Linked DNA regions of Columba livia: region 1 is linked to region 2. The links are chromatin contacts, called in public Hi-C maps. All regions are on one chromosome and are shown on one strand. The core of a region is the stretch at or near the end of the contact, and the rest is flanking DNA. Distances in the headings are between cores, read along the strand shown. Region 1 overlaps GREB1L (GREB1 like retinoic acid receptor coactivator). Region 2 holds the start of GREB1L (GREB1 like retinoic acid receptor coactivator).

The links. Hi-C and Micro-C count contacts between places; a contact is called where the count stands out from the background.
Region 1: a contact with region 2 is called in a Hi-C map of liver, with 1.9 times the contacts expected there. The contact joins the enhancer-like site here to the promoter of GREB1L in region 2. A contact is called at or near these places in 2 of 2 Hi-C or Micro-C datasets (crop and liver).

The regions. Positions count from the first base shown.
Region 1 is chr2:112,607,869-112,611,969 of bColLiv1.pat.W.v2, forward strand. The region is part of intron 1 of GREB1L (GREB1 like retinoic acid receptor coactivator); the gene reads left to right. Among named protein-coding and RNA genes, the nearest start is that of GREB1L, 55 kb to the left of the region's middle. Within about 2 kb of position 2,578, at least 1 of the 3 cell types and tissues checked has an H3K27ac peak away from gene starts, as active enhancers do.
Region 2 is chr2:112,553,042-112,556,618 of bColLiv1.pat.W.v2, forward strand. It overlaps GREB1L (GREB1 like retinoic acid receptor coactivator), which reads left to right and starts at 2,319. Exons shown (of 34, transcript XM_065053298.1): 1 at 2,319-2,386. LOC102093648 (a long non-coding RNA gene) reads right to left here and starts at 2,306. Exons shown (of 7, transcript XR_010470495.1): 1 at 2,182-2,306; 2 at 923-1,049.

The DNA.
Region 1 (4,101 bases), core at 1,328-3,827, 55 kb after region 2:
CTCTGTTCCAGGGACCTTCTGGCAGCTCTGCTGACTGACCTTAGGAACAAGAAACCAGTTTCCTCTATCTCCCAGGTGTTCAGCTGCCCAGAACTGGGTCTATGGCAGTCCCAGCTGAGGGAAGACTTGTGAGTCAGGTACTTGTCCCTATGTAAAAATAACTAGAATTCCTCAAAGAGATAAAGGCTTTTCACATTAGCATTTTTAGCAAGGTCTGGCCACACTATGTCCTTCTGCACAAACAACAGCAGTTGAGCAGCAAGTCCTGACAGGGTTTCTGTTTTGCTGGAATATTTTAGTGATGAGAGAACCCAGAGCAACACAATTTGAAATACCCTTGCTTGGAAAAGCCCTTTGTAACTGAAATATGGGGTCTGCTTGGATTAAACATCTGAAGATTTTTTTAATATTCTTATCAGCTCACCCTTTTGGCTAGAGTGCTCTGACATGACATGTTTATTAGAAAGATGCTGTGAAAAATCACTAATGGTAATGTCTAGCCTCTAATGTCTATGACTACCAAGCAAAGATCATGTTGTTTTCTCTCTGCAGTATAAAGGCCAACTACATTGAAGTGGATCATGTCATTATTTGATTACTAGCTGCATCCATCTTCATATTCAGACTGGCTGATGGCTATAAATACAAACACAGAGTACCCCAAGTTGGAAGGGATCCATAAGGATCATCGAGTCCAACTCCCTGCACCTCACAGGACCACCTAAAGCTAAACCATATGACTAAGAGCATTGTCCAGACACTTCTTGAACTCTGACAGGCTTGGTGCTGTGACCATTTCCATGGGGAACCTGCTCCAGTGATCAGCCACCCTCTCAGTGAAGAATCTTTTCCTAATGTCCAGTCTGAACATCCTCTGATGCAGCTTCATTCCATTTCCTTGTATTCCATCTCTGGTCACCAGAGAGCAGAGATCAGCACCTCCCCTTCTGCTTTTACCCCCTTGCAGAAGGTGTAGCCTGTGATGAGGTCCCCCCTCAACCTTCTCCAAGCTGTGTTTTTCCTGATGTCAGGTCTCCTTAGAGGATGTGCACATGGTATAACTACATGTCTGCATTCTCTCTCCCCTTTCAGATATGTTTAGTGCCTCTGGATTTTTGCAAAGTCACCAGGTAGCAGAATGCATTTGCAGAAGATTTTTATGGTGAGCCTTTCACTGAACCTTGATAGCAGGATCTCCATGCCAATGCATACCATATATTTGGTTGGGTTTTTATGCTGTCCCTCTTAGGCTTGGCTGAGCTGTTTTTCTGGGAGTATTTTCTCTGCCCTTGTCACTGCGAATAATCAGTTAGCTGTGGATGCATATGTTTGTGAAATCCCATCCCTACTGAAGTTAACAGGTTTAGTTGCTATACGTATACATAAAAAAAAGCAAACCGGTAAGGAATGTTGTTGTGTTAAAGGAAGGCCTGTTTCCTCATTGTGTGTCAGGTTTCTGTACTTTGTGCTAGCAATGGGAGATGCACAGAGCACAGCCAGCAAGCTGAAATATTCTCTGTGTGCCACAGCATTCCTCAGAAATTTCTTCTAGCCTATGCATATTTCATAGCAGGGCAGTTTACTGTCTTGTGAAGAAAGAAAAAGACCTGTTTTGGCTTTGAGCATATAGAATTCTTTATTGTATAAGACAAAATTGTGGGAAATTTTCTAGTTTTAGCTCAGATTTTGACCTTTCTTTCCCTAGTGCCTACATATTCCTATGAACTTCTGTATCTCAATTTTGCAGTTTGGTCCTCACGATTACAGTATGACCCAGACCCGTTTCAGGATAAAAATCCTTTCTTAAGCTTCAGGTAAGTAATACAATGCATCTCCTTCCTCTGGTGAGAGTGAGGGAATGAGACATGCGTGAGAGGAGATGGGGACCAGGGAGAGAAAGCGACCTTCTCATGTAGTTACATGAGAATATTTGCAGTCTGTGCATTCTCTTCAGGAGACTTTTAAATACAGATAAAACTAATGAGTCTTCTGTTTGTCAAGCCTAGCAATACGTGTTAAGTCTTCGAACTGAAATCTGTGTTAACAGATTTGAAAATCATTATTAAGCCTTTAAAAAGTCTCAAGGATTCAAAGTCAAAGAGGCTGTTTTTCCTTTTTAAATTGCATTGCGTTCAGGAATGCGTTATTTCAGGACCTTGTTCAAGTCATCTCACTGTCACAGCTTCATTGCTTCAAATGTCACTTCAAGTAGGAGCAGTTTTTATAACTACACAGTAAACTCAAGATGGCTTAATAGAAATGATTTCTTCATGTGTCAAAATGACCCCTTTGTTTCTCGTTTTACTTTTCTGTTGCCTGCAGCTAATCTGCTTTTTGGGTTATCAGATCCAAGCATCTTACAATGCTGACTCTAGCAGCGGCATTCAGCTGGAATGCTGCCTTTTGTTTACCGGTTTCACCAGGCCTCCAGTGCTTTCTTTGGTCATCTGGTGGCTCCACTAATGTGATTTGCACTCCCAGGCTCTGCAGGTAGTCATGGGCTTTTATAAGGGAATTAGAGGAAGGCCTGCCACCCTGGTTGCTAATGAATCCACAGGGTATTTCTTGGTTTGGTTTTGTTTTTCCAGCCTTTTTTTTTTAAATCTGTTTGCAGTTTTGTGGAATTTTACTCTGCTCTGCTCTGACTTCAGTTCCTAAAGTCACTTTACCTGGCTGTGCTGATGTTCATTTTGTTTGAAATAGAAGTAGCAAATCCATTAGATCAGAATGTGCATTCGGGGTTTTCTCAGAATTTGAAAATAAATACAGAAAAATAGATGGCTACACAAATACTTAAAACTTATTTATTACAATAAATAATACACAAAATTTGTTCATGGTACTACTGGATGTGGTAAGAAAAGGCAAACCTCTGCCTTCCTTTGGCAGAGTTCTTTCTATTAAAATAACCAATGTTGGCACACATAAAGAAGTTGAAGTGTTTTGCTAATGAGGCTGCAGTTGGAATAGTAAAATTTTGCAAGCATACAGAAGTAGATGCAAGTTTAAAACCACCGTCAATGCAGTCTTATCATTTTAAGCCAGTGGAGGACATAGTCAAGTGAACACTGCATTACAGATTTTGCAAAAGCAAAGGGTTTTTTTAGTACAAAAAGGATATATATAATCAAAAGAGAATATATGTTGAAAACATCTTGTACTCTTTTTTTTTTTTTTGAAAGCAGAGGAGAATTTCAGACTCTGAGGAGTTAAGTTGGGGAGAATGTCAGATGCTGAGTAAGATGCCATTCCTTCTTATATCCACAACCTCTTATTTAAGTATCTTTGTGGATTTGAGTGAGGGCTAATAGACTGATTAGGGTATTCTTTTTTTCAGATTAACCCTGCAGTTTTGTTAGGACCAGTATTTGGCTTGCACAAAAACAAGCACAATGTCAATGTTTTTAAAGCTTCAAACTAGTCTAATTAAGACTCAACCTACAGTGACAGGTTCTGCATATTTTTATCTCTTCATGAAATGTTCTTTATCTGTTTCTGTTTTAGAAAGGAAGGTACTGAATTGGTGATAAAACAAAAATCTGAAAAGGACTTTGGAAATAAATGGGCCTTTTCCATGCAAAAAATAGATAATATTGAATTTATTTTTATTTACCTCAAGAACAAGTCCGTCTATGAAAGTCTGAAGAATTTAGATTGGTAAGAGTTGTATCCCTGATATGTGATGTATAGGGTTGGGTCTTAAGAGCAGGAGCAAGCTTTAGAAAAACTGAAGTACACAGGCATGTTTCAGTGCCCTCACTTTGTGCCATTCTGCAGTGTTAAAGCTGTAGGATTTATCTGTGATGTCTGGAGGGGGCATATATTTCATTTGTATATCCATGTGTTTGTATTTTTAAAATGCTAATTAAATATTGGGGTATTACTTTATCTTCAAAGAATGTCAGTAATGTTGCTGAGTTGGTGCTCCTTCTCCAGAAAAATCATGTAGAAATTCAGGTGCAGGGTTTTTAACAGTGGATGTATAGAGCAAGAGTATATTGATTGAGTTTTACTAGGCTGACAACAGCATGGAAGGTCCTTGTAACCCTGAAGTTTGTGACCCATGAAATCTCCGTTTTCCTTCTATTGGTAATGTATCTT
Region 2 (3,577 bases), core at 1,069-3,568:
AGTTGCCAGAAAAATTAAGTGTCCAGCTTAGAACAGGCAAAGTGGCAAAGCTTTAGCACTTGATCCTAAAGCCTGATCTGACTTGGTGAAGTATTTTACATTCCGCCTCTGCTAAATCTTTAGCTATCTTTTGTTAAGGATCATAATATTAGCAACTTTATACATACACAGACACCAAGACAGGCTAATGGAGGTAGCATGTCTTCAGGTAATCCACTGCTGAAGCCCAGCTCTAAGCAATTTAAGTATGTGAATAGTCCTGTCAAAGCCAACTGATTTAGCTATTCATATAAAAACTACATAATGTCAGAATCAAAGCAGTCAATGAACAAACTAGTTGCAAAGCTTTATTTGGGAGGTACCTGGGTTTTGAGAACAACTGTGATGTAAGAATATATAGAAAAGAAAGTTCTGGAGCTCATGTCGGTAGCCATGAGCTAAGAAGTACCAAAGTACTACAAAGAAGTGCCAAAGAAGTTGGTAAGAAACCAACTTCTTTTGGTATTTCTGACCAAAGAAGTTGGTAGGAAAAAAGCATTTATCCAGAAATATAAATTCATATGGATGCATCAAAGGCAGTGATGTATATACATTTTGTATATATGTGCTGCATTGTCTGAGATGGCTTGAAGATTCTTTCCTAGCAAGTTTGCTACGAAGACTGCATAGCAATATCCCCCAGCCTTTGGTCTCTAACTTATGTACACAGATATATGGACCATTACTACACTTTTGCATCCCATTCAATGAAATAAAGTGCAAATCGGCATGTCATAAAAAAGCATTGCTCAAATTACAGTAAACCAAAACATAAAGAATAGTGAAAACCTTCTTAGTGCCTATCAGAAAGAGTGGGGTTAATGCAGAAAAAGGCTAACTTCGTTGAATGTACAATGCCATCTACATTGTCTATTAGACTGACCTCTGTTTCTCATTTCTGGACTGAGCAGCAGTACTGCAGTGCCACACCATCGCTGGGCCATCTCCATTTTCTCCAGAAGGTAGGGACAGTTTTTTCCTTCTCATTTTTTGATGGAAAATCTCATTATCTGTGGTAATGAGAAAACTCAGTAGGATGCTGGAACTTAGTATTTTAACTAGCAAATACAAAATAAAAGGATGTGAGAAAAGTACTGGACATCTTTCTCAACATCATACAGCAGCAGGCTCCTGTAAAAGAAAACTAACAACACTACCACTTTTTTTTGGTCACTGTCACGTTTTTCTCAGCTGCTGAAGCAAAGAGACAGAACACTGCCTAAGATTGAGCCCTTTGGTTCCAAGAGAAGAAAAAGGGTTTTGAAAAGGCTCTCAAGAAATATGCTCTTTGAAAAGCAAAAAGTGAAAAGGAGAGAAGATAGCTCATATGGTAGCTGAATCAAAGGTGAAAGGAAGAAAATGCATAATCATTTTTCCCCAGTTCAATGGATATTTTCCCTTGGAGCACCCTCCTCTATTTCTAGTCCCCGTCCTATGCTCCTGCTAAGTCTGACTTGAGTCTTTACAGACAATAACAACCCAAACCTGCTGCTTCCCCGCACAGACTCGGGCTCCATTTACAGCTTAAAATGTTCCAGATCCTTCCATTTCCATCCCCTCCAACGTACTCGTATCCCTTCATGCCCACCTTCCTTGCCTTGAGCCCTGTTCAATTTAACCTCCGACACAAGTTCACACACAGCACCCTTCTGTAGTCCACCTCCAGTGTCCTCCTGCCACACTAAGCTCCTTCAGCTTCTAACCTACCGCTCCTGGGCTAACTAAACCCAAAACAAAACGAGGTGGCCCTTCCCAACTCTAAACTCTGACCGTAGCGCTGCCGAGCCCGCACCGCAGGGCCATCTCACAGTGAGCCACGCTGGATTCCTCACAGGGTTTTGACGCCTCTCCGCTCCCCTCTCGGTTCCGCTCCGCGCAGGGCCTCAACCCTTCCCTCCCCGACTGGAAGCACCCCAGCTCCCTCTCTCCTCACCGAGCCTCGGCCGCCATGTCCCAGCTCTCACTGCCCTGCCTGCCTCCCTCCTCCACTAACCCGCGTCCATCCCAGCGCCCGTTCCTGACCCATCACCTCAGTCCCTGGCACGGCGCGCCCGCCCCCCTTCCCAACCCCGTCGCCCTGGGGCCTGGCCCGGGACGGAGAGGCCGTTCCTCAGCCCTGCCGCCCGCTGGACACCCCCTCACCTGAGCGCTGCTCCCCCGCCGCCACCGCCCGGTCCCTCGCTCACCGCCCCCTGCCCGGTCCCTCTCCCTCCCCGCTGTCAGAGCAGGAGGGGCGGCACCTGCGGGTCCGCCCCATTCTCCTCCCCTCCCCTCCTCCCGCCGGAGAGAGACCGAGACCCGGAGGGAGACGGGGGCACCGGGCGGGACCGCTGAGTGTAGTTGCTCGGTATGAGAGGAGGAAGGGGGAGGAAAATTCAGTAAATTAAAAAAAAAAAAAAGTGAGGGAGGGGTGGAAGGAGAGCGTTTCAACTTCTCCTCTCTGCCCAGCAAGGTAAGGGAAGCGGTGGGGGACGCGGGGCTTTACTTCGCTTTCTCGCCGGTTTCTGGGGAGGGCACAAAGGTAGCGGGTCGGGCTGGTGGCAGCGGGGCCCCGCTCGGTGCCAGTCACCCCGCGGAGCGCAGCACCAGGGGCGGCGGGGAGCTGCGGCCGGTGTCACTGGCGGGCTGCCGGTGCTCTCCCCCGGGTGGGCTCCAGCCCTTTGTTACCGTCGTTTTGGACCGGGGTGGGAAATGACCCCGCGCGGACGGGGCAAGGTGGGGGCGGGAGCGCCCTGGCCGGGCGGCTGCCGGAGTAAAGCTGCCCCTGCGGGCAGGCGGCCGAGAGGCAGCAAAGCCCCGGGGAGCGAGGGGGAGGCGGGCGGGGTGGGCGCGGGGGGTGCAGGTGGCTCTGCTCACCGCCCCGCGCTGCCATGAGATCGGCCGCCGGTAGGGGGCTCGGCTGCCTCGCCCTCCGCGCCCGGGGAGGCTTCGCCAGAGGTGGGGAGCGCTGGGGGTGGGCGGCCTGGGGGGGTTGTTCGGAAGGTGTTTCTGGACCTGTGCAGCTTTGGAGGAGGGGAGGCGCTGGATGCTGTTCCCGGGGGGTCGCTCTGCCCGTGGCGGAGGGGCGGCGGTGTCCCCTGGAGACGCGGCAGCCCAACGGGCAGTAACGGTCGCGCTGAGGGCAGGCGCTGCCGTCGCGGGCCCTGTCACTGGCGGCCTTCGGGTGATTCCTTTTTCCGTGGTGACGAGCGATCGACAGGACTTGTTTGCTGTCGGGAAGTCAAGGTAGAGAGGAGAAAACCGGGTCCGATGAACCGAGCGCCGGCTCTCCGAGGCGGCTGACAGGTTTATGAAGGGCGCCCCGCGGCCCTGGGCAGCGGTGAGGGACCGCCGGGGTTCAGCCCTGCCCTCGGCTTTCCTGAAATCTCCGAAACGTGAAAACTTGGTTTAAACCATATGATTTCGGCCATCCCAGTGGGTGCGTCAAGGGTTGCTGTTTGTTTAGGCCCAAAGACTGCATCCATATTCTGAAACTTAAGAATTATCGATGGTTAGATGTGTTTGAAGTGCAGGAGACCTTTAAGTTATGGTGGAAAAA